Linked DNA regions of Mus musculus: regions 1, 3 and 4 are each linked to region 2. The links are chromatin contacts, called in public Hi-C and HiChIP or PLAC-seq maps. All regions are on one chromosome and are shown on one strand. Each heading gives the region's core, a stretch centred on a gene start, on an enhancer-like site or on the middle of the called end of the contact. The rest is flanking DNA. Distances are from core to core; before and after follow the strand shown. Region 1 has its middle 460 kb from the start of Gm20125. Region 2 overlaps Gm32543 (a long non-coding RNA gene). Region 3 overlaps Gm20125 (predicted gene, 20125). Region 4 has its middle 310 kb from the start of Gm20125.

Region 1 (7,005 bases), core at 4,336-6,835, 890 kb before region 2:
AAAATCAAATTTACATTCTGATTCTCCTACTCAAAGCAGCCAAATTTTCCCAGTGACTCTAAGTATATATCACATTGAACCGAATGAGAATTCAAACAGGGCTCTTTGGCAGGCAGAGCTCTACTTGTGAGAGTTTGACCTAAATCCTATTCTGTTATCCTCAAGGTCACAAAGAAAGTTTCATGACACATACAGTTTGGCTTTCTAGGGCTCTAAGCTTCTCAGTTACCCAATGAAGTAACTTTTCCTTAAGATATTCCCATGAATTCCTAAGGGTTTAAGGAGGCACAGGGGAGCTGATGGAAATAGATTTTCCTCTAGCCATCTTTCATTGATTAGCTCAGTAACACTTCTCAGCCATTCAAGTATTATTGAGCTATTTACATGCCCCATATGCAAAATAACAGGACATTCAGAGGCTGGAAAGCTAAATCTAAAGCAGGAAAGAAGGCTTCTACATTGAAGCTTAAGACAGAATACAGATTATTCTGTTCATATATTATTTTTTAAAACCTGTAATGGGGAATATATTTATTGTGCAAAAATGAATATGTGACTTAACTAAAAATTGACTGCCGACTGCAGGAGTTTTTGGTGCACAACTAATAATAACACATTCTGTATTAGATCATTAGCTCCAGGAGAGTTTTGGTTTTTAGATCCCTTATTCCTTACAAGTTTGAGATTAAAAATGTGCTAATATATGAGTTATCTGTGTCTGCCTTACTAAATTACCAGAATTTTTATGTTTCAAATCTAGGCTGGCTATGGGCAGTTCCTTCAATTTTATAATCCATAGTCCAAAAGTTCTCGACCTGAGCTCAAGATAACACCTTAGGCCAGGACAGTCATTGCACTGGGTTCTCATACATTCATAGACACTCCATCAGGGAACAATTAATTTAGGGGGCACATGGAACAGCCCAGCATACAAATTCACAAGAGGACTTAAGTAAAAGATTGGTTCACATGCAGTGATTCTTCAAATGTGTCTTCTGAGTGGTCTTCAATACCATTCAGAAGGAACTGAACCTGACACTGTAATAATATGGACTCTGGATATTTCGACTTCATTGTGTAGCAGTATGAAGCTGATGGGGAAATTGGAACAGGTGGATGGACCTAAGGGATAGAGTGGACCACAGCATATGTTTTAAAAAAGACAGAAGAAGGAACTGACATAGGGACATTTAGTGAGCCAGATGCTTCATTAAAACCATACTTCCATTGTTGAATATAATTTGGAATTGAATCTGGCATGACTGTTTTTAACTCTGAGAATTATCATGATTAGATGTGATCCTTGTGTAACATCCAAGACCAAGTGCTGGTGGTATTACAAGAATAAGCATACCTCTATACATTCATGCCCTGTTTTTTATCATGTAATACAGTAAGCCACTTCTCTGACATCTGAGACATCTGAACTGTCACTGGATGAAGCTTCTAATCCTTTGATCTCCAGCGTTATGAGCTCAAGCAACTTATTTCTTTATGTAGTAGGCTGCCTCCTGTATTTTGTTTGTGTAGCAATAAATAAGAGATGCATACATTAAGGTTGGGAGACAGTATCCCAGGATTATTATGGAGATCTTTGGATGAGAATCAGGTATTTGAAAAAGTATAGCCATTTTGACTGAGGAATGAGGGAAGCAAAATTATAACAGAGACAAGGGTATTAGTTAAGGTATAGCTAGTATCGTATAAAAAAAGAAAAAAGAAAAAAGTTGAACTAAACTTTAGGAGGAAAGGGAGAAAGGAAAAAAATCAGTGCCTTAGGGCACAATTAGCAGGCTACGGGACTGAGAATGACAGGGAAGCAGGCTCAAGTCCAAGTTGTTTCTTGAGGAAAGGAATGAGCAATGAGGTCAGTCACCATATAGTAAGAACAAGAAAAGGAACATACTTAGCTAAAAAAAAAAATCTCATATTCAAGGTTAGTAACTAGATTACTATTAATCCTTCAATGTGTTGATGGTTTTTTAAAAACAGAAAAAAAATACTCAATATTCCACTTGAGAGATTGTGCTAGGATGTGAGATTTTAAAAAGATATTTACAGATGATGTATACATGTCCTTGTATATAGACAAATTGATCTGGACTAATTATTAAGAGGAGATAATATAAAAGAAATTAATGTGAGGAAAGTTAGAAGAAGCTTCACTTAGTGAGAAGGCAGAATGTAAAGGAAGGATGCAACTAAGAGGTTTAATGAAAAGTTTTAGACGGTAAAATGCAGTACAGTATTATCAATATATTTATCTTTTGGAAACATTTTAAAATATATTTCAGTATAAAAGTTGTGTTGTTCTCCCCATTGGATTCAAGAATATAGACCTAATAAGGACAATGAAGGCTTTTTAATATAATTTTTAAAAATAGATTTTAATGAGAAAACATAAATTAATTCAGGTGGCCCTTGGATAGGGTAGAGTAAAATGACTTAATGTTGATATGTTCTTATATAAATAATGTGAAAATTGAATATATCTTTATTTTTCCGAGAAATATACAGTAGTTAAATGTGCCTGAAAATTTTGGAAAGAAAATTAATCTATTGGAGGTACCCATAGTGGATGGAACAAGTCACTCTAAAATTAGAGATTAGAGGAAGAAATTGGCATGAGAAAACAAGACTAGAGAAATCCTGAGATAGGCAGGGATGGGGTTTGCTGTGAGGCTTGTTCTGATGCCAATGCAAAAAGGTATCTGCCCAGGAATTACAGACAGTCCTTCCTCAGTGAGTGAATGAGTAGAGGAGACATGGGGCATGCTTGAGCTGTGGATTTGCACAGATGCAGAGACAAGAATGGGGAGCATTTTATGAAAATCCAACAATTCATGGAAAGACGCAGAGGAAATAAAAATACTTCGCTGTCCCCCCTTGTTGTTGTCAAGTGCAGAATTGAGTATGCTTTAGGGTATCTATCAACAGCAAGGCTAAAAGAAGGCTTCAAGAGACAGACTAAATAACTGCACATTTAGAACCATGGGATACATTTTTACCTGGGATAAGAATCTTTAAGCAAGGGAAGAACAGTGTAAAATTTCTTTTTATAACATAACACCAGTGGCCAGACAAGCACTGATGGATTTAGATGGAGAAAAATACAGCTAGAGCCCTAAAGCACTTTCTGAGATAGAATCTACATTTGATAACTGAGCAAATACGTGTTGTAAAGAAGGGATCAGTGGAGCACAACTGTAACAGAAGAAACAGGGATTTTACAAACTGTATATTTAATCCAAGTCCCTGCTAAATCCCACCTGGAGTTTCTGCCCCTGCAACAATGCATTCACTTAGAATTGAAATAATTCCTTTCAAAATGGAAATGCTTTATTTATTTATTTTTTGGTGTTTATGGTATTCTAGATACAGTGTAAAGCATTAAAGAAGTGAATAAAATTCTACTTTTTCATGCCAAATATTCATAGCCTTATAGCAATACTAAAGTAATATTAAAAGTAAAGTAATATTAAAGTCAAGAACAAACTCATACATCAAAAGCATTATTAATAATAGAGTTGCAATGTACTACCTAGCTATGTAGTAAAGTCACTTCTTCCAGAGATGAATGAGAGAGAAAGGAAGGTTTGGTAAACAAGATAAAAGAGAGTAAACACATTGAAGATGTGCTGTAAACAATCCAGTATGTTGAATACCCAAGGAGTAAGGAAGAGACTGATTTTAGAGGAATATCATGATGAGTAGTAAGAAGGTCAAAAACTGTACATAGGAAAAACTGAATGTTGTACCATGGTTATTTCCTATGGTATCATTGTGCTCATGTTGCTAAGAAAATGTACCCACAAATGGAAAATTATTATGCACAGTAGTGTGTTTTATCATACTTCTGAAACTTAAGAATTCCAATACAAACAAAAGACTGATTTTATGTCCAGTGAATCTCTACTTCCAGGTAGCAACACTTGTGAAACCCTCAGAAAACAAAAAAAAAGAAGGTAAAACACAATGCTCCCTTCAGTTTCTTTTAAAAGATCACCAACTGCAATTACACGGATTCCATTCTCATGATTTCCTAAGCTCCGTAGACACAGCTGCTTAGTGCAACCACTTTAGTGATTAAATTTCATATCACAGTACCTATGATAGTTGCAGTGACAACATTTATAATAGATGTAATAATAAAATGACAAAAGTCAGGATCTTTTTACTACTTACATGTGTGATGCTACTGATTTAAAAAAAAAAAAAAGCACAATGTTGTCCAACTCAACCTCCAAGTCGTTTAGAACAATTGAAGAAATAAGTAAGAAAAGGCACAGCAAGAAATCAACAGGCTGGCTGAATTCCACACCTTCTATGTGGAGAAGTCATCACTTAAACCATATACTACTCAGTCACCTGCTCCTGACAGGCGGCAACTAAAGATTCTGAGCAGAACGATGCTGTCGCTTACGTGTCTATTTGGAACAACAGTTAAAAGGATGTTGATTAAGGGCTACAGATCATACTGTTCAGCAAGGGAAAATGTCTTACAAATCACCCCAAGTCCATGAGCACATGTCTGTGATCCATTACTGCTAAGACAGAGATAGCCATATTCCTAGGATCAGCAGCCTATTTGGTGGGTTCTGTGTCAGTGAGAGACCTTGTCTCAAAAAGCAAGGTAGATGCTGAAAGTACGACATTCAAGGAGTCTATGTCCATCCATACTTATGTGTATAGCAACCTCTTGACACACATCTGCACCACAAATACACACACACACACACACACACACACACACACACACACACACACACACGTGTGTGTGTGTGTGTGCGCGCATACATGCATACTTGTGCACACACTCACATTACATATTGCCAATGGTAGATTAAGTATTGGCAAATGGTAATTAGAATGCTGGTTCTGTGTTTCAAGTAGCCATTACTAAGACATAATTAGTCATGATATTACAGTGAGGGTAAATAAAAAATTATATTTGTAACTTATTCAATTTATTGATTTGAATTTATTGATTTGAATCAGTCATGTGTGTTGATGCAGAGGAAGGAATACTCTTAGATGCCAAAGTGTGAAGTGAAAAGAAGCTAGGTTAGCAATGCCAAATAAATAACTTCAGGTATATTGTCTGGGTGTGGCCATGAGATAACCAATGAAAAGGGTGGGAATGAGAGAATACATTGTTTCAGGAGAAAGGACCCAATATGTAGAACCAAGGATCATTAGAGTAGTCCAGCCCCTTGAAGATAAGAATGTAGACCTGACAGGAAATAAAGATGAAGAATAAGGAAGAGAAGTGCAAATAGTACAGATAATTTTGGAGGTGAATTGAAAATGTTCTGTAATTTAGATCTGAAAAAAAAATACAAGCTACATTGAAAAAGCCAGAAGGAATGGATGTGTAGACACAGAAGAACAGTTAGAGAAGAAGAACCAATTACAAGGTTCTGAGACTCCTACAGAAGGGCTTTTAGAATGAACACCATGACCTTACAGAATGTCATGAAATAAACTAGATAGAAGTATGACCAAGAATGGGCTATGGATGAGTGCTGTTGACACAGGAAGCTTCTATTGCACAATGATGACAGCCATCCAGCCAAGACAAAAAATGTTCCCTCTGGCTCTGCCCCCAGATGGAGCTGTGTGCTCATCAGCAGAGCTATAAAATGGCATGTCATGGGAGTGGAGGATGAAAACTGTCTCTGTAACTCTCACCATTCAAAAGTTTGTCAAAGCAGCATTATTCTTTGAGGATAAGCAACTGTCCTCTGTAGTAACTTGACACATACTAAGTGAAGTTCATCTTGCACTGAGAATCCCTTTCCCACACTCAGTGTGAAAGGGAGGGAAATATTTTCTGAAAATACTGACAATTTGCTCAGTTATTTTCCATATTTAACTTATTTAGAAAATGTCCTCAATATAATGTCTGCCGCCATCTAACATTTAACCTGTGTAGCATATACAATTTCATTGGGCTTACAACGTTTGGGAATTCCATTTTTTCACATGCAAAGGAAGATTTAATATGCAGTAGAAGATGACTCTGCCTTACAAAAATAAATGAGAAACTGCTGTTCTTTGTTCAAGGTCAAATGTCGCTTTCAATTAAATGTAGGTATTTAAGAGGGGGTCCTGATGAATGCAAGCAGTAAGCTTGAAAGCCCATAAGCATACATTCAAAGAGCCTTAGAACTCAAAGAAAAGAGTGAATGTAAATTTTCAGAACTGTCAATTTTTCATTTGAAATTTTGGTCTTTATTTCTTCTTATAATCTGCCCTAGTCAAGCACATATTTATTTCTTTCAAACCTGCTCCTTTCTTTGAAACTGTTGTTATATTTCCATGAAAATGACATCTTTGTTCTTTAGAAAATCATTCCCAGCTTATTGTCTGCCCTGAATTACAATAATCCTATATTTGTTACAATCTAATCACTTCTACAGCAACCTACTGTGAGGTTAGAAGTAAAGGATTAAAACTTCAAGTAGAAATACAAAACCACCCCCTTAACAAACCACAATATATTTTTTCAACATAAATATCCCAAGGAACAAAGAAACATTTTGACATAAGAACTCTGCAGAATATAGAAAAACGCAGCAGAACTGTTTATCAAAGTTTTCCTTGGTGTGTCAGCAGGTTCTGTGTAACTGACAGTGCTGATCCAAACGTTTTGATAGTAATAGAAGTGTTAACAGTGATAAGAACAAAAAAATATTAAACACTGTTGACTGTAACATTTCATTTCCACTGCCCTAATGCTGTTAGTGCAGAAAAATGGAACAAGAGGGAAGAGACTCAGCCACACAGCCAATGGAAATGAGGATTTAGTGGCAGGAGCTACAGAGGCATATAGGCATTAACAAAAAAGGAAAACCAAGAAAAGAAAGGAGAGAAGGAAGAACAAAAAGAGAGAGGAAAAAGAAAGTTAAACTAGCTCTGTCTTTATTGGTGACAGCAAAATTAGAGGAGATATTATTTGAAAACAAATGTGTAATAAATGAAACAGTAGTTGTATTCAAAATA
Region 2 (6,964 bases), core at 1,593-4,092:
CTGAGCCGTGGTCCACTTCAGTGAATTCAAACAACCGTCAGAATCAATTTGAAATATGTCAAATATATGGTGTGACTACATGTAAATAAAAAAAAAAAGCGTATAAGAAATTACATCGGACTTGTTATCTAATCAATAGTGCCAGTCCTGGTTAAGATCCCTATTGCTATGATGATACACCATGACCAAAAGTACATTGGAGAAGAAAGGTAAGTTGGTTTGCACTTCCACATCATAATCATCACTGAAGGAAATTAGTGCAAGAACTACTGCAGAGACCATGAAGGGATGCTACTTATTGAATTGGTCCTCGTGGCTTTCCCATCCTTATAAAAACACAAGAGCATTAGCTTGGGGTTAATGGGTTGGGCCCTTCTCCATAAATCACTAATTACAAAATGTCCTATATCAGTAATTCTCAACCTTGTTTAATGCTGGGACCCTTTAACACAGTTCCTCATATTGCAGTGACCCCCTAACCATAAAATTACTTTGTTTGCTATTTCATAATTTTAATTTTGCTACCATTATAAATCATAATGCAAATCCTTTTGGATACAGAGGTGTGTGTGTAACGGGGTCTTGAGTCACAGGTTGAGAACTGCAGCTCTGCAGGTGTGCCTGCTAACCAGTATTACACGGAGGTATCTCCTCGGTTGAAGCTTCCTTCCTTCTGATGACTTTAGTTTGGGTCAAACTGACATAAAACCAGCCAACACAGTTTCATTTGTCCATTTGCACATTAATATGTTACCATGGAAAGTTTTATCATTATTTCTAATAAAGGGTAAAACCGCCTCCCAATTTACCCCCCCCAACTGACCCCACTTCTCCAGAATCAACATGTCCCCTTCTGCTTCTCCTCACTCACCTTCTCCAATGAGCACACTTTCCTCTGAAAATGGTCTTAGAACACCTTAACCATATAGCTCTGTGGTGAATTCCTTAAGATAGCACTACTAATCCTGTACATCTCAAGAGAAGAAAGAAAATAAATGGATCTCAGACAGTAAGTCTTCCATGAATTTTAAGAGGCATTTGGACAGAAAAAGCTGTCGTCTGCTGAGCTCCAAGTAGGATCCTGGACAAAATCCTCTTATATCCAGTCTCCCACGTGTTCTCTCTTCCCAGCCATTACAGTGGCTGTTTTATTTGATTGTAACAATTTATTCAAGTCTGTTTCCTCTCTTAGGACCATTTTGTCTCCTCTCTAGGACACTGGCCTTGTGAATATAGCTGTGTCTTTTTTCCCCCCAATCTCTAGTTCCACAGTCCAGTATGATGCCTAGAACACGGTAAAAATTCAATAATTCTTGCTGAATGCCTCAGTGAAAGGGTTGGGGTAATGGATGGGCAGACAGACAGATGCTATGTAGAATAACATTGTTTTGAGGACAAAGGTTATATTTTGACAAAACTAATTTAGTGTTTTCTGAAGCATATTTTTGGAGTCCAAATGACTATTCTTGATGGAATCTCTCTAAACAGGCCCTCATTTTTGCTTAGACCAGATCATTCTGACTGACAAATAGAGTTTTTCTTCTTTGTTTAAAAGTCTTGGCAGAAATGTATGACTGCCGCAGCTATGGATTCTTTCGTCCCCTTATATCCTCTGGGAAAAGGGCCTACTTTCCAGGGGCAATCATAGTAGATCTTCCAGAAGCCATAAAACTAATAAGGCAATAAGGACATCTAAACTCCAGCAGTTTTGAAGAAAATGACTTCTTAAAACTCTGTTTCTTTTAGAGTTGCATGAGATCAGCATGGTAGGAAGGTTGACAAAGTAGACAGGGTCAGAGGTATATGCATTTCTGTGAAGAAGGGACTTAATTCACAAGGAATTTTACTAAAATCAATGCAGATCCACCAACTGTATGACTGCAAATTTGCTTAAGAATTTAATCATTTGTTGAAATTTAGTATTTCTGACTTCCTGAGAATAGTATTTCCAAGAAGACCCAAGATTATTCCAAAATCTGGATAATTTTAGATTTGTCAACCTCTTGTAAGTGGAAAAAAAATCAGATGACAAAAAAAATAAAAAACAATGAAAACATTTTAATTTTATGGTTTTTACACAGACTGATTAGTTTGTGGTAAATTATGACTTTTCTTTTTAATCAACTCCAACTCTAAAGTTGGCTGGACCAAGTACGTAGACGAGAGCTGCGCTGAACTTGGCTTTGGCTTCTTTTTTCTGTGCTGTCTTCTTAAAGGCTGTAAGTAGAAGCCTGGGAAATGCAAGGGAGGTTTTTAATCTTTCTCTTTCTTTTTTGAAAGCGCAGAATTTGGCCTGGAGGTTGGCTATTTGCATCCAGTGGGGTCTTGAGAGATGCTGTACTTTATCTCATCCTCATTGTGAAAATGTGAGCACACATATGAGGATGCAAACACATCCACAGTCGCTGAACGCAGCATTAGAAAATGTAGCTGTTCCAAACTGAATTATCATTGGGGGTGACGTTCGCTTTCTGAACCTTGAAAAACTTTAGTGGGGGAAAAAAAAACCCTGGTAATACAAACCACATGGTTGCCTCATTCTCCCGCCGTTCTTGGCAGAACAAGTGCTGCCTGGCAACCTCGCTGTCAGCTGGGCCGAGTAATCATAGCAGTATTGCCCTGTCGTTAAATCTAATGCTTTCTTTCTGAGAACTCATCAGTGGATGCTTTTTCTTCTTATCAGTCTTCTTGGTAATGTTTGAACAGGGCTTCTGTGCATGAAGAGAACACATCCCTGTAGAAGGAGTTGCTGAAATAATAAAACACACACACACAAGTGCTCTAATGACTCTGAAAGGGGAAGTTTTTTAAAAAAAAAAAAAAAAAAAAAAAGAGGAAGAAGAAGAAGCAGCTTGCAAGGAGTGCTTTCCTCTTGCTTGTTGCTTTGGACTTTGGCCCCACAGAGGCCTGTAACCCAGCCTGACCTTACTGGCCAAATTCCAGTGTTTTCCTCAAGCCTTCCAGAAGAGCCTTTCTCCCTATGGAAACTTGAAGGGCAAGCTTTGAATATATGAAATTCTGAAATCAGAATGTAAAAACTTATGAGAAAAAAAAAGAAGTGTTCTTGTATTTGGTCCTGGTTATCAACAATATAAAAGGCATAAAAAGGCAGTACTTTAATTTTAGCATACTTAAAAGGAAAAGAAAATATGCCTTTGAATCAACCCAGTAGGCTGAATTAGAGTTAAGATGATACAATTATGATAAAGCGTGGTGGCACATACCTTTAATCCCAGCACTTGGGAGGCAGAGGCAAGCAGATCTCTGAGTTTATGGCCTGATCTACACAGTGAGTTCCAGAGCTCACAGAAAACCCCTGTCTCAAAAAAAAAAATCAAACCAAACCAATCAAAAACAAGCAAACGAAATGTTATAATAATGGAGTGTTTGAAGGCAGCCTTCCAGGAAAGGGATACTACTAGAGCAGCCACAGCCACAGGGAGCACGGCTAAAACAATACTACAGTCAACATGAAATTAAAATCCACCTGGCCGAATGTTTCTTTGGACAAATGCATCAACAAGGACTTCATTGAACTTTTCTATTCCTTTTGAATTCAACAAAGTAACATATAAAGTGGCCAGTCAAGCTCCTGCACAGAGCTGCCTGTGCTCTGAGATCCCGGGCAGGAGCTCCGAGCCAGCCCTTAAAGGCCTATGATGCTCACCAGTGCTTCACAGGCCTTCTTTCTTCTTCCTTCACTTGTCATTACTTTGGCTTCTTCTCGAGTACAGTGACTCTGAAGAATCTAGAAAGAAGGTGGCTTCCAGCTCAGCAGCTACAGAAGGTCTGGAGAGCACTAGCCTTGGTGAAGAAAACTTGCTCTCCGTGGTCCTTGAACCCACGACTCTGAGTGTGCTCTAAGCTAAGTGTGTGATGACCCAGAAGGAACAACGAAGGTCTTCACCGGCACGCAATCCAAGGGCAGCCTTGTTCCAACTTTGTGTCATGGGTGACGTTCTTCCTGGTAGAATGGAACATTTTAGACTGCATTTCTTTGATGGAGCTTTAAAACCTTGCAAGATCCATTTGTCCTTAAAAGCTCAACTTCCTTCCTGTTGAGAAGCTCCATAAATAAAGATTGCCAGCATGTGGGTAGAGTCAGGGTCGCTTGATGCTTCCAAAATCCTTGTGGTCCTTGTGGGCTTCATAGTCTTTCTAGAGGGGGACGGCATCTGTAAGGCTTGACAAGAGCCACAAAAATGACCAGTCATCCTCTGAGGGTGACTTTTAGCTTTGTTAACACATTTAAACTTATTTCCCTAGAAGACTGTATAAATGTCATGTCTCCCACATTTTCCATATGTTAACATGACATTAATCTCGAGTCTAACTTTTTCCTTAGTTCCAAAATATGTCACTAGTTGGTTTTGCTCTTTCATTGCTGCAATAAAAAAAAATTATTAATTTTTAAAGTTAGCATACAAACTAATGGGTTTCATTGTCGAATTTTCATATATTATATATAACTCATATATATAATATGTCATTATACTTTGTTCTAATTTTCCCCTCCCCCACTGGCATCCTGCTGAGATCCCAGTCCCCTCTGGTTCATTCTCTTCCTCTCCCCACGAGTCCTCCCATCTGCTCTATTTGGTTATTTTTAGCCCAGCCCTCTCTGTTTATCTTCCTTTATATCTCATTAAGCCTATCTCCTCCTGCATCCTTCTCCCGATGGGACTTTTCAATTCAGTGGCCTCCTGTAGCTATTTTTAATTCATTAATAAAATAATAAGAAAAAAATAGGTTTTTTTTTCTTCAATGCCACATTTTTCAAGTGCTAGTGCATACTGTAATGACCAGAGATCTTTTCTATCATTATAGGAAGTTCTGAGGGCTTAGTACCACTATCAGCTGTATGAGACATCAAGACATAGGCTTGTCTCTCTTTCCTATTCTACCCCAGGGCTGTGAGCATCCAACTTATAGTAAATACACAATAGGATTTGCTGAGAAGTAGCATTTTTAGTTCCTTCATACTCCTAATGAAATAAGGCTAAGGGTTGGGAAGACACAACTTTAAAATATTCCTTCACTGTGAGCAGCAAAGGTATGAGGTTTGTTTGGTTTTTTTGTTTGTTTGTTTGTTTGGTTGGTTTTTTTTGGTTTTTTTGTTTTTGTTTTTTTTTTTTTTTTTTTTTTTTTTTGGACTGGTTGTTTTCCAAGATGGTTTCTCTGTGAATCCTTGGCCATCCTCCTGGAATAATCACCTTGGCCTTGAACTTAGGGCCTGCCTGCCTCTGCCTCAGAGGGCTGGGGATGAAGGCATGCACCACCACTACCTGGCAAAAGATAAGAGTTTAATTATAGTAAAATGTGGGCTGGAGGACTGGAAAAGGGGCAAACAGAGGTAGGTAGTCAGTAGTGAACCGTTAAAGGATTAATAGTTCACAATGACTTAATATTTTTCATTCTGTACCAAGCCTGGTGGCTCACACCTGAAATCCCAGCACTCAGGAAAATTTCTGGTTCAGGGCCAGCCTAGGATATATAAGGACACTTTACTTCTTAACAACAAATGTTAAAATTCTATTAAATGCTGAAATTGAGTTCAAGTCATAAAACAAACAACAGCAGGGGAAAAACAAAAAAAAGACTGGGCTAGTTCAGCAACACTTGCAATCCCAATCTTTCAATCACTGTTTCTAACTAGCCAGAATCTGAAGAAAAACAATTATTTTGGGGGCTAATTTTGGTCAGCTCTTCACTCATCCAACAACATGATGGCATACATCACTAATGTATAAAGTACAAATGGACTTACACAAAGTCCCTAAAAATATATATTTGGCTCATAAATGCCTTAAAGACATTAAAGTGCTTGTTAAAAATAGCCTTCCCCATAGAAACAATGTACCATAGGGTACAAGGCCCCACACTCAGCCTTCCAAAGAGTCCCACATAGTCTTAGTGCCAGGTATCAGCTAATTTGTGTTATTCTAGGACTGTGCTGGCCTCACCTCATAAGAATATTTGCCTAGTTCTCTGTGCTGGGAGTGAGGTTTTACAGCCATGGTCTAAGAAGAAAGGGAACCAGCAGAATGGAATTTTAACTCAGGAGCAAGTCCTTGGGGTGAGGAGGACACAAGCACCCTGAGCCGTGGAGTAGGAGAAGCAGAGATCATGAGGCAAAAAGGAAGGATGTCAGAGATACTATGGTGAACTCAGGGCAGTGGAGAAAGGCCATGATGGAGTCAAGGGAGCATGTATTTCTCTTTCACTGTTGTCTGCCAACTTTCTATAATCAGGGATGGGTAGGAGGAATGATGTTAATACACAATGCATACGTGAAAGTCTCAAAATAATCTTTTAAGAAACCATACTGAAAAAAGGAAAGACTTTCCTCTGACTTCTATCCTCTTCCTCGCAGCTACCCTATACTACATAAAACTCTTAAATGTCTTTTGACAAGTTTGATCCTATGCACAGCTGCTGTGATTTCAGGAGTGCAGTGGCCATGGCAGGTCCAGAAAAAAATGGTTTAGCTCCAGCCCTCCCTGACCTCTGGCTCTTACAATCTTTCTGACCCTCTTTTAAGATGGTTCTTGAGCCTTGGGGAGGGGGCATGGTCTAGATGGCTCATTTGTAGCTGAGCATGCCACAGAAATCATTCTCTATAATTTAGAAGTTACAAATTTCTACATTACGCACCATCTGCCACACCTAGAAACTTCTATGATGAGGTCTGTGAGTGGCATTTTTCTACGTGTAAAGATATGAATTTAGAGGGCAGTTTGAAACTGGGTGGATTTAGTAAAATAATAGTGAGTTCACCACTAGAGCCTATGAACACCCAACCATGGGTTCTGGGTCATATTTACAGTATCAGACATGAATGTCTTCCTCCAAGTCATTGTGATCATCATCATCATCATCAATAGTTTTTATTTAAAGAGAAAAACAGAAATTCTACTTCAACCTTTAAGCTCATTTTCCTGGCTCCTCTCCCCTACAGTCGTTA
Region 3 (7,120 bases), core at 315-2,814, 530 kb before region 2:
AAATACAGCTATGTTCTGGGCCACTGAAGCTGAGGAATTCAATATGTGGATGGGCAGAGGAATACAGCTCAGCCAACCATACCAATATTACTTGGTATTGAATTATTCTGAAAAAGCACCCAACTTTCAAATGACAATAAAACATTTCCCTTTATATTTCAAATGGTAATACGCTCATGTATTTATGTGGACTATTTGTTCATCTGACCTCTTCCAGTCAATATCATGTGCAACATCATGGCACAGTATCAGTGGTAAATTGTGTATTTAATCATTTATATTATTTTCCTATTATAGCCGTCATGAATGATAGCAACATTTGCAATTATCTTTACTAGGTGACATATCCCTATACAACAATGATTTTAGACATTAAAATTTGTGGCTGTAATGATTCTCCACTTTTCTTGCTTCTCTCAGTGTATCTAGTTATACCATAATTTACAATTACAATACTTTTAGGTCCTCATTCTTGTTTCTATTTTGATTGTGTGTGTGTGTGTGTGTGTGTGTGTGTGTGTGTGTGTGTGTGTGTAGATAGATAGGTAGATAGATAGATAGATAGATAGATAGATAGATAGATAGATAGATAGATGGATTCTAATTCATATTGTAGATGGTATTCCTTCTTCAAAGTCTTATTTAGCAAGCATGGTTTTCAGAATTTAGATATTAAACCCCAGTGTGTGTGTGTGTGTTCAGATATTATATATTTCATTCAAATGGAAAAAAAACATATTTGTTAATCTTAAGCCATGAAAACAATGTCTAGCCTTGTCTTTTTTTCTTTGATAATTGGGATTTATTTTATGTGGTTTTGCTGTGTGTGTCTACTGACCTCTCATCGTATTTCATGAAAAGTTGAAGTTGAAATCCTTCCCAGAAAGTGGTAAATGTCTTTAACTGGAGACAAAAGAAGGAAGCATTTGGGAATGCAGAAGAACTTGTGTACTCAAGGCTGTGGAAACAGGAACAGGATGGACAACAGGCAAGGTATTAAAAATGCATGTCATTATAAGGAAGTCTGAACAAAATTATTTGACATTCTCTTCTACAACCCTTGTGTTTTTAAGATTCTGCTAACTTAGAAGATCTAAAAATATAAGCCAAAGAACAAAGAGGAAACTTAGAATTATATACTCAAAAATCAGACAGAAGAAAATCATATGACTGCCTTGCAAAGGATATGTTATTGTCTTATTATTTTTTTAATGTCAATTTCCTTGCATACTGAATCAACTGACTAGCATCTGTTGTAGAAATATCATAGAGATATTACAAACAAAAGTACAGACTCAGGCAGATACTGTTAATCTCTAGGTTTTCTCTCACTCCGTTTGCTTTGTGTCTTTCATTTCCTTTAAATTTAGAAATTAAGACCCGTCTTTGCAATTATTAAATGATTAAAATAATTTTTATTCTTTTATATCAGCACTATATAACAGGCATGAATATACAAGAAATTTTGAGTACTTATCACAAAACAAAACACAGTCCTCCCTCTCCTGAGTCACCTTGTACTTGAGCTGACAGATTGAGTCACAGTGAGACATGATGCTTTATGGTTTTGTTGGCCAGACTTCCATCTGCATGACTGTTTGTGGTATAAGAATATCCCTGCCTTGGCCACTGTTCTTTTCAGCACAGCTTTACTTGTTCAGTGCCCTTTAGTTAACCTTGAGACAAAACACAAAAAGTCAGTCTCAGGCATTTTGCCTTTTACCAAATAAAACTCCATTAAATATGTGCATGCTTGTGTGTGTGTGTGTGTGTGTGTGTGTGTGTGTGTGTGTACAACTGGAATAGCCGAGGAGTATTGCCAAAAGGAAAAGTCACAAGTTTGAACAGCAAGTGTCTTTGACTTATTGCTGTGATTATTCTAATTGCTCATCTACTTGGTGGGAGGCTGCAGGAAGCTGTTTTGAAGTAATCAAGCTGAGATGGGCCCTTCTATTTATAATAGTTCTGAAAATTCTTATCCCCCTAAAGACTTAATTGCATTTTTCTTTAAAAAATAGATTCACTGTTGTTTCTTCTTGCCATTTTTGTTGCTTAAATTCAATAATAAATATTTGATAGTTTCTTAGTTATTATACAAATAAGCATAAATTATCTTTCATTTGGTAGATTAAACAAAAAGCACTCAACATCCATTAAGAAATCTGAAGTGCAATAGAAACCCTCTATAATATATCAATACTCTGTAAGCAATCTCTAGAAGAGAACAGTTAGATGCATATCACCCATGTGAATACATTTCTTTCTTGAGAAAAGACAGTTGTGTTTTTTTCCAGCTTTAGATCAATATTGCATCAGTATTCTATTGTCATGATTGGTATTATTAGATGACAGAAAAGTACAGAATCAGCAGGAATTAGCACCTTGTTGCTACTTAACCCTATGTTGAGAACCTCTTTGTTCCCCAGTGTTGTGATTTGCTCAAGGCAACTGCTAGATCTCTCAAGCACACACAAAAAACCAGCACTTCTGCCACTTCTTAACTTTTTATCTGGGGATTTTCCAGCCAGAGTCTAGCATTCTGTTTCAGTTGGCTACTAATAGTTATTTTAGAATTTTTGTGGAAATTAAATAACTAAAATCCCTAATAACCATCCATAAAATAGACACTAAAATTTACAGTGATTTTACTTTTGCTCAAATTCTACACAGAAAGTACATCTTAAATTTGTCTAAAAAGCATGTTTGGACTATGGGACTCTCTTCTCTGCCTCCCATCTACCCTCTGTCTTTAACTCTTCTCTAGCTATGCAGGTATTAACAAAGCCAATGATATGAACTCATTTTATGAAATGTTTCTATGCAAACATGTAGCTAAGTTCCTAAGATAATATCATAGAACATGAAACCCTGGAACCTGGAGTATCCTAAGAGTTACCAGGTCTCACTCCTTGGTTTTGCCAAAGAGGGCACTATAATCTGAACTTTTAATTTGCTTACTGAAAAGCACAGAGTGGCAGTGTTATATAGACTCAGGAATTCTTAGCATGGCAAATAATTACATTCTTAAATTTTCACTTCCATGTTGTGCTCAAGGGAAAAAATTGAATATAAAAGAACCTATTTTTGGATATTCCCTGCAAAATTAAAGATAATTATTTCTAGGTGTGTGGGAGTTTGCACAGGAAGACATGGTTTTATCTTCACAATCATTTCTCAAATACACTGTACTTTTCTGTATGGGACCAAAATGAACACACATATACAGATTTGAACTCTCTCCTCTGGGTTATTTTTATTAACTGCCTTACCTGGTGATGGTATAATAAGCCTGCCTCAGAATTTGTTAAGCTTCAGAAAGAACTCATCCTAACACTATAAAGGAAGGATCTACTAGAAAAGTTATCTAAATATCTCAATGATCCTTGAATTGAAGCATGGTTTATAGATGTGAAAAATCCCTCAAAACATATGACCAGTGGAAGATGTGGAAAAGAATAGGAAAAAAAGAATCTGTAATGAGAAATCTGAACTCAGGAAGAGATAGGATAGTAGGGTAATTCTTTACCTAACTAAGTGTCTCCTAGAGAGACATTCTTCCCATATGGAGTCAAGCAACTGTTTCAAGATTCCTATGTGTTCTCATTTCATGGTGGCCCTAATGGAGAGGTGACAGTTGACTTTTAGCTTCTTCAACAAGTGCTATGAGAAAAGAAGAAATAGCATTCTTTGTACATTGAAAAAAATGTTAAGATGGTCCTTTCAGGTAGAAACATTATAAGGATTAAAATATAGTGGAAGAATATCATATCATAATACAAATTGAGGTTGTCTTTGGCTGACTTGTCATTATTGAGTATCCTGATCATAAATCGCTAATTTAACAACTTTCTCTTATCATTTAGGCAAAGAAAATAAAGTATAAAAAAAAAAGAAAAGAAAAAAGAAATGAGAATCTCAGATGGACCACTCATGGAAGTGACTGATTTGCAAACATCAGGTGTGATAATAAGTCTTCAGAATTGCTATATATTAAATTATCTGCATCTGCTAATGTATGGTTCTTTAATTATCACTTTCTACATAACTCATTGGGGTTTTGCCCAAATGACACTCATCTAAGATCAAGGGAAGTTCTGCAGTTGAAAGAGGGACATAACATACTACAGAACAAAAATCATCTACAAGGCATTTTATAAAAAGTAAAAAACAAAAACTGTTTGTTATCTTGCCTTTTGGAAGATGGTTATATTTGTTTTTCAACTCTCATGCTTCCTTGGACAGAAATTTCAACAAGAATAGATATCCAGTGTCCATGCCTTGAGTGATTGGCTGATCTATTTCTGCCTGTTTCCTTCTAATGGTTGTTCAATAAATCATATAGGAATTACTATGGCTTCTGCTCTGAAGGAGTCAAGTGAAAAAAGAATATCCTTTCTCTCCTGGGCAGTATTTTCTGCTAACAGCACACTTGTCAAAGGCTTTGAGTACCCCAGTGACAGGCACCAGATAAACATATAAATAGCTTGATAAATAACTGACAAAACACTATACACTGTTTGGAGATAAATGTAAGCACACCACAAAAGGCAAGATTAATCCTTGGCATCTTTTTTTTCTAATAGACATTTCTAGACTAAGGCCACAGTATGACATTCAGATTACAGAGCAGCAATTTGAAATATTCAAATGCTTTTGTTGGGCCATGCATATTTTCTAGTTGTTGAGTAGCTATGATAATGCAGTATATTTCAATTCTGGAAGAAGGTCTGAATGATTAGGTATATATGAAATGAAAATATATATTATAAGGGTTTAGGGGTTGTACTATAAATAACAACTTCAAAAAACCCGTACAACCCAAATAGTATTTAATAGCAGTGAAGCACAACTTCTAGAATGCTGAAAAAAAAAGAATTAGGAAATTATAAAAATTATAATTATCGAGTTTTCTAAAAATTAAGTTTATAGGTGCCACAATTAAACCATCTATGCTAGAGAAGAAAAAAAAAAAACTCAAAATGTAAAACTCAGATCATGAGCGCATGCAGCATGTTTTTGTTTTCAGAGGGACTGTTCCATATGTTGGTCGACCAACCCTGCCAGGCCATTTGCAGGCTGTCCTGCTGGGCTTATCCTGAGTGTGACACACACCATGCAGAGATTGTGATATATAGAAGCCAGTAAATTTCCACTATGTGTCACAATCATGAGAAAGACAGAGCCTGGTCCCTGCTGACTGTGAGGATGCTATTAGGTGGCTTTCTGGAATAGCAGTAACAGAAATCTCCAACAACATATTTTAACCTTCAGAGTTATTCAGGCACATTCTGATCTCACCAAATGGGCTGATAAGAGCGAAGTACAAACTTGGCATCAAGCAGCTGTTTCCAAACAACCAATGAGAGGCACAGTAAGGGAGAGATTTTTTTTTCTTCTGTTTTTAGATACAGTCAGTGGCTTTCAAGGTTAACTATTCCGTAATAGTTTTTCCATTGCATAAAACAAGAAGAGCTATCATTTAAGTGTATCAGCACACAACAGGAAAAAGAAAAAGAATTTGAAAGAAAGAAAGAAAGAAAGAAAGAAAGAAAGAAAGAAAGAGAGAGAGAGAAAGAGAGAGAGGGGAAGGAAAGAAGGAAGGAAGGAAGGAAGGAAGGAAGGAAGGAAGGAAGGAAGGAAGAAAGGAAGAACAACTAGAGTGCAGAGGTGAAACCAAGCAGGTTCTCAGGCCAGCACTAGGCAAACATGAGACGCAATGGATCTGATTCTAATTCAACTTGAACAGGGTCCGTGTTTCAGTTTCCGTCCTTCGTCCTTTTTCCACTGGTGCTTATCACGAAATCTGATCTATTTGTAGGTTTAATGCAAGGACAGGGAAAAAGCTGACCTAACCTTAGTATTATAGGAGATTGTACTAAATGTGAGGGCAAGAGCAATAATTCCGCAGCTTCCTACTTGGCCATGGGCCCAGCTTCAAGAAATAAAAATAGAAGTGTCTGAACGTAACTAAAAAGCTCAGCCACATGGAATTAAAATGCCAATTCCCTTCAGCCTTCCTTTTTTTTCCAGTCATGAAACTTTCAAAGCCAACACATTCAAAAGCTCCTACAGCCAAGAACCATCATTTGGGTTTTTGGTGATTCAAAATGACTGCCACCTTCAGGAGTCTCCACCTGGCTGTGTCCATTCCTTTAAAACATTAGCAACTAAATAAATATATAAGGCCATCGGAACAGAACTCCAGGATGGCACTTTCTCAGTTGATGGGTTTCTGTTTCTAAAACACACTTACATTAATGTTCTTTACCTTCTAAATAGACACAACAGTTTAAAATGAAATAAGACCCAGAAAAGGCTCCTAATGTTTTCCCCAGCTTCTGTTTCTAATTTGCCCAAGGGCTGTGTTTAGCATATTCCCAGTGTCACCTACTGAAAGGGGAACTGGAAACAGAAACTGATTTAGGGATTTAGGAACGGAAAATTTACCATTGTATGGGATGATAATTTGATGTGCCTCCAGTGACTGTACACACTAATTGTTTTTATGAATACTATGAATATTCCACACTATACCTGTCTTCTGAGTAAAACAGACACATCTTGATGGTTGAAAACATTTTCCATCTTTCTGCCTCATCTGTTTCTCCCTCCAATGTTGAAATGACCCAGTGTTTAAATGACATTTTTTTTCTTTTTCTTTTTCTTTTTTTTTTTAAGCCCTGAGTTGAAACTCTTTGAAATTCAGAGGAATTTGAAAGAGGTACTTAGGGTGCAATGAGAAATAAGAATCCAACCCAGGCCATTTAAAACTCATGTTTATCTAGCATTCATCATTTTCTCCTCTAACATATGAATATAGTTTCCAAAACCACAAACCTCACAAGTGTTTAGATCCCAGACTTGTAAACAGGTTTGATTTCCTCTTACTGAGCGTCTTCCTTCCTTGTTCCTTATTGCATTCAGCTGGCTCTAATTCCTTTCCATGTACTTAAAGAAATGAAATATTTCATCTGAATTAAGAGCAATCATGTATTTGAGAAGATCAATCCAGAAAGAACAGAAAAGTGAATTGTTTTCAATGAAGCTGTTTACAGTGACTGAGCAGCTAGGGGTTAGATGAATAAATAAAAAGACCAGTAATTTCATTGAATTATATTGT
Region 4 (6,628 bases), core at 4,084-6,583, 730 kb before region 2:
ATTTACATAATGGAGCATTATTCAATTCTTAAAAACACAGATATCATGAATTATGTAGGAAAATTGGTGGAACAAGAAGATATCATCTTAATTGAAGTAATGCAGACCAAAAAAAAATGTACACACATGGTATGTACTTACAATCGGATATTAGCCATAAAGTACAAGTTAACCACACTATAATCTACAGACCGAAAGAAGCCAAATAACAGGGAGGACCAAAGGGAGGATTGTTGAATCTTTCTCAGAAGGAGAAATAGATATCAGAGGTGGATAGAGGAAGGGAACTGGGTAGGACAGGGGATAGAATGGGCAGGGGGCATGTGGTGGATCAGGTGTAAGGAAAGCAGGGGAGAGGAAAATGGAAATCGACCATGGGTGGGGTCAGTCTTTAGGTTATGCCAGAGATCTTGGATGGGGAACCTTGGGAGTCTATGAGAGTGACTCCTAGCAGTGGGGGATATGGAGCCTAAAGTGGCCACCTCTTGTAGCCAGGAAGGACTTCCAGTGGAGGAATAAGAACATAACTCCACCCGCAAACCTCCTGTCTAAAATTTTATCATTTACTCATTTTTTTAAAAAATTAGGTATTTTCTTCATTTACATTTCCAATGCTATCCCAAAAGTCCCCCATGCCCCCTCCCACTCCCCTACCGACCCACTCCTACTTCTTGGCCCTGGCGTTCCCCTGTACTGAGGCATATAAAGTTTGCAAGACCAATGGGCCTCTCTTTCCACTGATGGCCATCTAGACCATCTTCTGATATATATGCAGCTTGAGACACGAGCTCCGGAGGGCCGAGGGGGTGCTGGTTAGTTCATATTGTTGTTCCACCTATAGGGTTGCAGACCCCTTTAGCTCCTTGGGTACTTTCTCTAGCTCCTCCATTGGGGCCCTGTGTTCCATCCAATAGCTGACTGTGAGCACCCACTTCTGTGTGTGCTAGGTCCAAGAATAGCCTTACAAGAGACAGCAATATCAGGGTCCTTTCAGCAAAATCTTGCTAGTGTATGCAATGGTGTCAGCATTTAGACGCTGATTATGGGATGGATCCCTCGATATGGCAGTCTCTAGATGGTCCATCTTTTTGTCTCAGCTCCAAACTTTGTCTCTGTAACTCATTCCATGGGTTTTTGACTGGACTCAGCCTTTGAAGTAGAAGCTCTTAGAGAGGACAGCATACATCTCTTGGCAATCTATTCCTGGCTTTTTTTCTCTTTGGCATCTTCATTACCTTGGCTAAAAGTTTAACATATTCTGGAGCTTCTCTTTGCTTCCTTAGTGTTTTATTTCTTCAGAACAATGTCAGTTTATGTTGAAAGACTCCTTAATCAAGAGACTGAATCTTGTATGTTTAGGCCCTGGGCTTTCACCTTCTTTATTTAAAGGCATTTGATAAGGAATTGGTGGGCATCATCTTCATATAGAGTTCGAAAGGTTTGCAGATTTGTCTATATCTGTAAGGCTCCAACAAACAAGGCACAGGAGTATCGATCATTCCAGGAATATATTTTCTCCACGTTTTTAATCATAAGCAAGTTGAGAACACTCAGGTGAGCATCCACAATGCATTCACAAACACACATGTGCTTCCTTTCTCCAGTTCTCCTTGGTCTTAATGAGAATGGTCCTTACTCAATAGCAGACATATTGCCATAGGTCGAGATGTTTTGTTTTCAGGGAAATGTTGTTTGACATTTCCACCATTGGTTCAACCCGTCTATCTTTCTGTTCTTCACCAGAGTATCAGCAGCTACTCCTTTGGTTGTGTACTTATCATAGAACTTTCAAAGCCTTCATTTATCATTTTCTTCAATGATATTTGAGAGCTGCCCCCTTGGAATGAGACACTCAGTTTCACCCTGACATAGGCGATCACCTAGGGGGCACTATGGAAAAGAGTAAGTTCTACAAAATAATTTCTCATTATTTATAAGATTCTACAAGCAAATACCATTGCTGAACATAAACATGTTAATTATCTCTCTTCTTTCCCCTTTGCCTAGGGAGATAATCATACCAATATTTTTTGAAAACTCCCTTATATAATAAACACATCTTTTTTGTTTACTTTACATCTCAACATGAGACATGCACCTGCATATCCTTAAAAGATATCTCCTGCATCAGTTCCTACTATTGCAAAGATACTTTGTATCAAAGACTAGTGCCAGATGGAAAATGTCAACAATCGGTTGAAGTCAATTGTAGGAAATAAAGGGGACAAATTTTGCAGGGGCTTTATGGTCCCATGTAACCAAAATATTCCTAGAGTTATTGCTGAGTTTCTAAGATATCAGGGCCTCAATAAATTTTATCCAGACTAGATGTCTGATTCTTTTGTATTCTTGCCTTGTTTCCCTTTTTAAATTTTCTTTCCTTCTTCCCTAAGGTTACAGACAGGGATGGAGTATCTTCATGATTTGGATCAAGTGTACTGCTGAAGGATCTGTCTAAGGGACCACCCCAGGCAGAATGGGGTTTCAACTTAATGTGCATATTTTTCCTTCCCAGAATTCTCTACCCTAGTACATTTTCTAAATGCTACCATAAAGCTTGTCTAGGTATGCCTAGAAAGAAAGGCATAGTTCCTTTTTCATTCCCCCTGTCTTTTTCCTTTGGATGCTGACCATAGTGTGGTGCAGTAGGAATAGTTATTCTTCTTCTAAAGATGCCCTGTCCATCATGTGGCTGCCTGCTGTGAGACTGTTCTCCATGCTGGCATATCTTCTCTATTTCTCCTTTCTTTTGTACCTTGTTGATACTTCCTAAATTTCTAATAAATTTCTTTTATTAAAAAGAAAATGTGGTACATTTACACAATGGAGTAGTACTCAGCTATTAAAAACAATGAATTTATGAAATTCTTGGGCAAATGGATGTATCTGGAGGATATCATCCATAGTGAGGTAACCCAATCACAAAAGAAGTCACTTGATATGCACTCACTGATAAGTGGCTATTAGCCCAGAAACTTAGAATACCCAAGATACAATTTGCAAAACACAAGTAAATCGAGAAGAACGAAGACCAAAGTGTGGATACTTCATTCCTTCTTAGAATAGGGAACAAAACACCCATGGAAGGAGTTACAGAGACAAAGTTTGGAGCTAAGATGCAAGGATGGACCATCTAGAGACTACATCACCCAGGGATCCATCCTATAATCAGGCACCAAACCCAGGCACTATTGCATATGCCAGCAAGATTTTGCTGAAAGGACCCTGATATAGCTGTCTCGAGTGAGGCTAGGCCAGTGCCTGGCAAATACAGAAGTGGATGCTCACAGTCATCTATAGGATGGAACACAGGACCCCCAATGGAGGAGATAGAGAAAGTATCCAAGGAGCTGAAGGGGTCTGCAACCCTATAGGTGGAACAACAATATGATCTAACCTGTACCCCAGGAGCTCATGTCTCCAGCTGCATATGGAGCATGCCAGCAGAAGATGGCCTAGTCAGCCTTCATTGGGAAGAAAGGCCCCTTGGTCTTTCAAACTTTATATGCCCCAGTACAGAGGAATGCCAGGGCCAAGAAGTGGGAGTGGGTGGGTAAGGGAGCAGGGCGGGGGGAGCTTATAGGGAACTTTAGGGATAGCATTTGAAATGTAAATAAAGAAAATATCTAAATAAAAAATAAAAATAAAATGAGACTCTAAAAATAATAATAATTTTAAAAAGTCAAAGACAAGTTTCCTCAATTTCATATGTTGTCTCCTCCATGACTCAGCCAAATTTCTGATGACTCTTATTTTCTGCCTTTAATTCTTTAATTGGTGGAGAAAATGAAGCTGATCCTTCACTCACTTAATTCTTCTACCTTCTCTCTCTTCCTTGAGATCTGTTACTTCTACATAGCCCATATTACTGGTCTTGAACTTCTGACGAGTCTGCCCAATTCTCTTGAGAGCTGAATATCTGCCAGATTCTTAACCCATGTATTAAAGTTATGGGGTTTTAAATATTTCCATAAATTCAATTATTTTTTACAAAATATATGGTTGTTGAAGTTTGTGTTTGTTTCTTGCAGAAATCATTTTCACTGTTCTCTAACAAGTTCAGCATTCCCACTTAGAAATATGAGGTATTCACATGTTAAGTTTATTAAGGGTTAGCATCAATTTAACAGACATCCAAATGGTGAAACAAGTCTAGTACGGGGAAGAAGGCCTAATTTTGTAAGGAAGGTCTGGCACCATTATCTTGGAATCAATTAGAGTACTCACACAACCCTTCAGAATCCAAGTCATAGAGTAAATTAATTCTGTAATCAAAGACACATATAATTGTCTCCCATACACACACCACACATACACACACACACACACACACACACACACGAGAGAGAGAGAGAGAGAGAGAGAGAGAGAGAGAGAGAGAGAGAGAGAGAGAATTTTCCATTCTTCTTTTATTTGCTCCTGTTACACATTAATGTATGTGGTGGTATGTATTCTTATCCTAAATAATATATATGGGGCTCAGAAATATTTATGGGGCTTAATAGTTTCAAAAGCTACATCAAGAAAAGAGTCAGATACAATTTTCACTAAAATGGACTTTAAATCATATTAGTTAATTATACAATTGGATGATATTTATGGAGGATAGTGTTTTGTGCTTGGTATAGACTTAGAAACAATTTGTTCAAATTTCCAAGAATTTCCTTCTACACTAAGGATTATAGCATCCAATAAATAGCACTTTGCATTCAAAATCAGGGTTCTAAACTGTTTGCAAAATGATAAAAAGAAAATAGATAAAAAACAAAATACCATATTGATTACCCACGGAATTGATGTTGTGGGATAAGAAATGATCTTCCTGATAACAAATTACATGATTCCTGAATGTTTTCTTAGCTGTACTCTCATCATCCAAAATGTTGTCAATCTTCTCAATGATTTACTTTGTTTATAAAATTATAGCATTTAAAGATATGACAGTATACACCAAAGTGGTGCTATCTCAGATAAAGGGTGGGGAAAAGTGACTGGTGTGGACTGCTTTTTCCCCAAGCTAAATAATAAAAATAACCCTTTCTTCCTTCCTGAGGAGAAGCCAAGGGTGTTAAAAGAAAATCGGACTTCTGTATATGGAAGAAAATGTCATGTGAGGCTCATAAGCAATGGTCGACTATTAGGAGTGTTCTGAGGCACTCTGGGAGTATTTGTTAGACTATACTGGGGTGAGGTTACCAGCACAGCTGTAGATCCTTTCTATGTCTTCTCTCAGCATATTATTTAACAAATATTTGTGGACACAGAACCAGCAGGAAGCAACTCTAACCCCAGAGCAGCTGAGCTAACTACAATCACCAAGTACAACCAGCCCTCTTGGGATTTGCCAGATTCGAGAGAGCAGCTGCTGTGCTATTCTAATACAGGGGGAAGAACATGAGTTCAAGGGAAAATCAAAGTTTTCTTTTTCTTTTTTTTTTTTTCTTTTTTCTAATTCCTCAGGGAGGACTCAAAGCTAACATCTTCCACAACTTGAAGAGGAAGGAAAATTGAGTCTGTCAAACATATTAAAAAATAGTGGATCTGTGACGTTCTTAAAAACACCTTACTGATATTTGAAATATTTGTCATATTCCATGTAAACTTTTCACCTGAGCACCATGTCTGTTCTTGCAAACTATTTTTGCTGTTTTTCCTTAGTAACTGTAGTAAGCAAATTTTCATTTTTCTTATAGCCTCAAAAATCTATGAATTCTAGGCTTGTAGATGGTGATCATGTGTCCCTGGGGACAGATATTTCCTATGTTTATACCATTATTATACTGTTCTTTCTGCTTTCACAGGAAGTCATATAAACATCATTAAGTCTATTTTATGAAATACTATCTTTATAAATGCAGGATTTATTTGACTAGGCTCCTATGACTATTTGATCACCTTTTTTGGTGTAAGCACAGTGTCATTTGCAAGTGGATTTTGTTCTACATTGAAATTGACATACAGTATAAAGTTTAAGCAGAATGATAGAGACATCTCCCTTCAGAAATGAATACAAAATGCTCAGAAACCTGCAGAGACCACCCCTACATATTTTTGTTGTTGTTTCTAACTTCTAAAACCTGTAGGGGTCATGTTAAATATGTAATTCTTCAGCCATGCCTTAAATAATGTAAAATCTTAAATAAGAGAGAAAGGTCATACACAAAGTATGTAAAGATTACTGTGAAAATTTCAGCCAAGATGTCTATGATTAAAAACAGTGCTGGTGTGAGGGTCATCTGCATAAACCAAGCAAGATATGCACAGGAATTAAGACATATACAGGTATTTTTTAGATTAGTCCTATTTTCAAGCCATCCCCAGGCTAGCGTCTTTTAAAGGATTAGTCTAGAAAACGTTTCTGACCTCAGAAAGCCTAGTGAAAGGGCAAAATCATGAAAATGACTAAAGCTAAAATATCCACTACTGGTTGCATTACAAAAGAAGAACAGTAACTTTAAGAAGAGGTATTTTATTTGGTAGATAATAATAAAATATAGTAGAGATGATAATTACAAATTACTATTTTGATCACAGTAGGTCCTCAGTTCACAAACTTTAATTACCTTTTAAGTTTATAATTCCTATACAAATTTTTGTAAATCAAAATACAAAATAATATAAAATTCTG

Evidence for each region. HiChIP or PLAC-seq counts read pairs in DNA pulled down with a chosen protein or histone mark. A called contact is a pair of places that touch in the nucleus more often than the background predicts.
Region 1: an H3K4me3 HiChIP or PLAC-seq map of bone marrow-derived macrophages shows a contact between it and region 2, with 7 times the contacts expected there. The contact joins two enhancer-like sites. A contact is called at or near these places in 1 of 15 datasets of contacts at CTCF or cohesin (pro-B cells), 2 of 484 Hi-C or Micro-C datasets (embryonic fibroblasts and peritoneal macrophages) and 3 of 115 datasets of contacts at active chromatin or transcription factors (bone marrow-derived macrophages, fibro-adipogenic progenitors and large pre-B cells).
Region 3: a Hi-C map of cerebellar granule neurons shows a contact between it and region 2, with 1.7 times the contacts expected there. The contact joins two enhancer-like sites. A contact is called at or near these places in 2 of 484 Hi-C or Micro-C datasets (cerebellar granule neurons and granulosa cells).
Region 4: a contact with region 2 is called in a RAD21 HiChIP or PLAC-seq map of pro-B cells, with 5 times the contacts expected there. The contact joins two enhancer-like sites. A contact is called at or near these places in 1 of 15 datasets of contacts at CTCF or cohesin (pro-B cells), 1 of 115 datasets of contacts at active chromatin or transcription factors (large pre-B cells) and 1 of 9 other capture datasets (embryonic stem cells).

The regions. Positions count from the first base shown.
Region 1 is chr10:16,631,621-16,638,625 of GRCm38.p6, forward strand. No RefSeq gene overlaps it. Among named protein-coding and RNA genes, the nearest start is that of Gm20125, 460 kb to the right of the region's middle. Within about 2 kb of position 5,586, at least 23 of the 459 cell types and tissues checked have an H3K27ac peak or open chromatin away from gene starts, as enhancers often do. A contact at or near this core is called in bone marrow-derived macrophages and pro-B cells, where this site is marked.
Region 2 is chr10:17,519,554-17,526,517 of GRCm38.p6, forward strand. The region is part of intron 3 of Gm32543 (a long non-coding RNA gene); the gene reads right to left. Among named protein-coding and RNA genes, the nearest start is that of Gm32656, 140 kb to the right of the region's middle. Within about 2 kb of position 2,843, at least 119 of the 459 cell types and tissues checked have an H3K27ac peak or open chromatin away from gene starts, as enhancers often do. A contact at or near this core is called in bone marrow-derived macrophages, cerebellar granule neurons and pro-B cells, where this site is marked.
Region 3 is chr10:16,988,782-16,995,901 of GRCm38.p6, forward strand. Gm20125 (predicted gene, 20125) reads right to left here. Exons shown (of 9, transcript NR_038020.1): 2 at 1,515-1,676; 3 at 839-958. Among named protein-coding and RNA genes, the nearest start is that of Gm20125, 100 kb to the right of the region's middle. Within about 2 kb of position 1,565, at least 35 of the 459 cell types and tissues checked have an H3K27ac peak or open chromatin away from gene starts, as enhancers often do. A contact at or near this core is called in cerebellar granule neurons, where this site is marked.
Region 4 is chr10:16,784,603-16,791,230 of GRCm38.p6, forward strand. It overlaps the pseudogene Gm18039. Among named protein-coding and RNA genes, the nearest start is that of Gm20125, 310 kb to the right of the region's middle. Within about 2 kb of position 5,334, at least 18 of the 459 cell types and tissues checked have an H3K27ac peak or open chromatin away from gene starts, as enhancers often do. A contact at or near this core is called in pro-B cells, where this site is marked.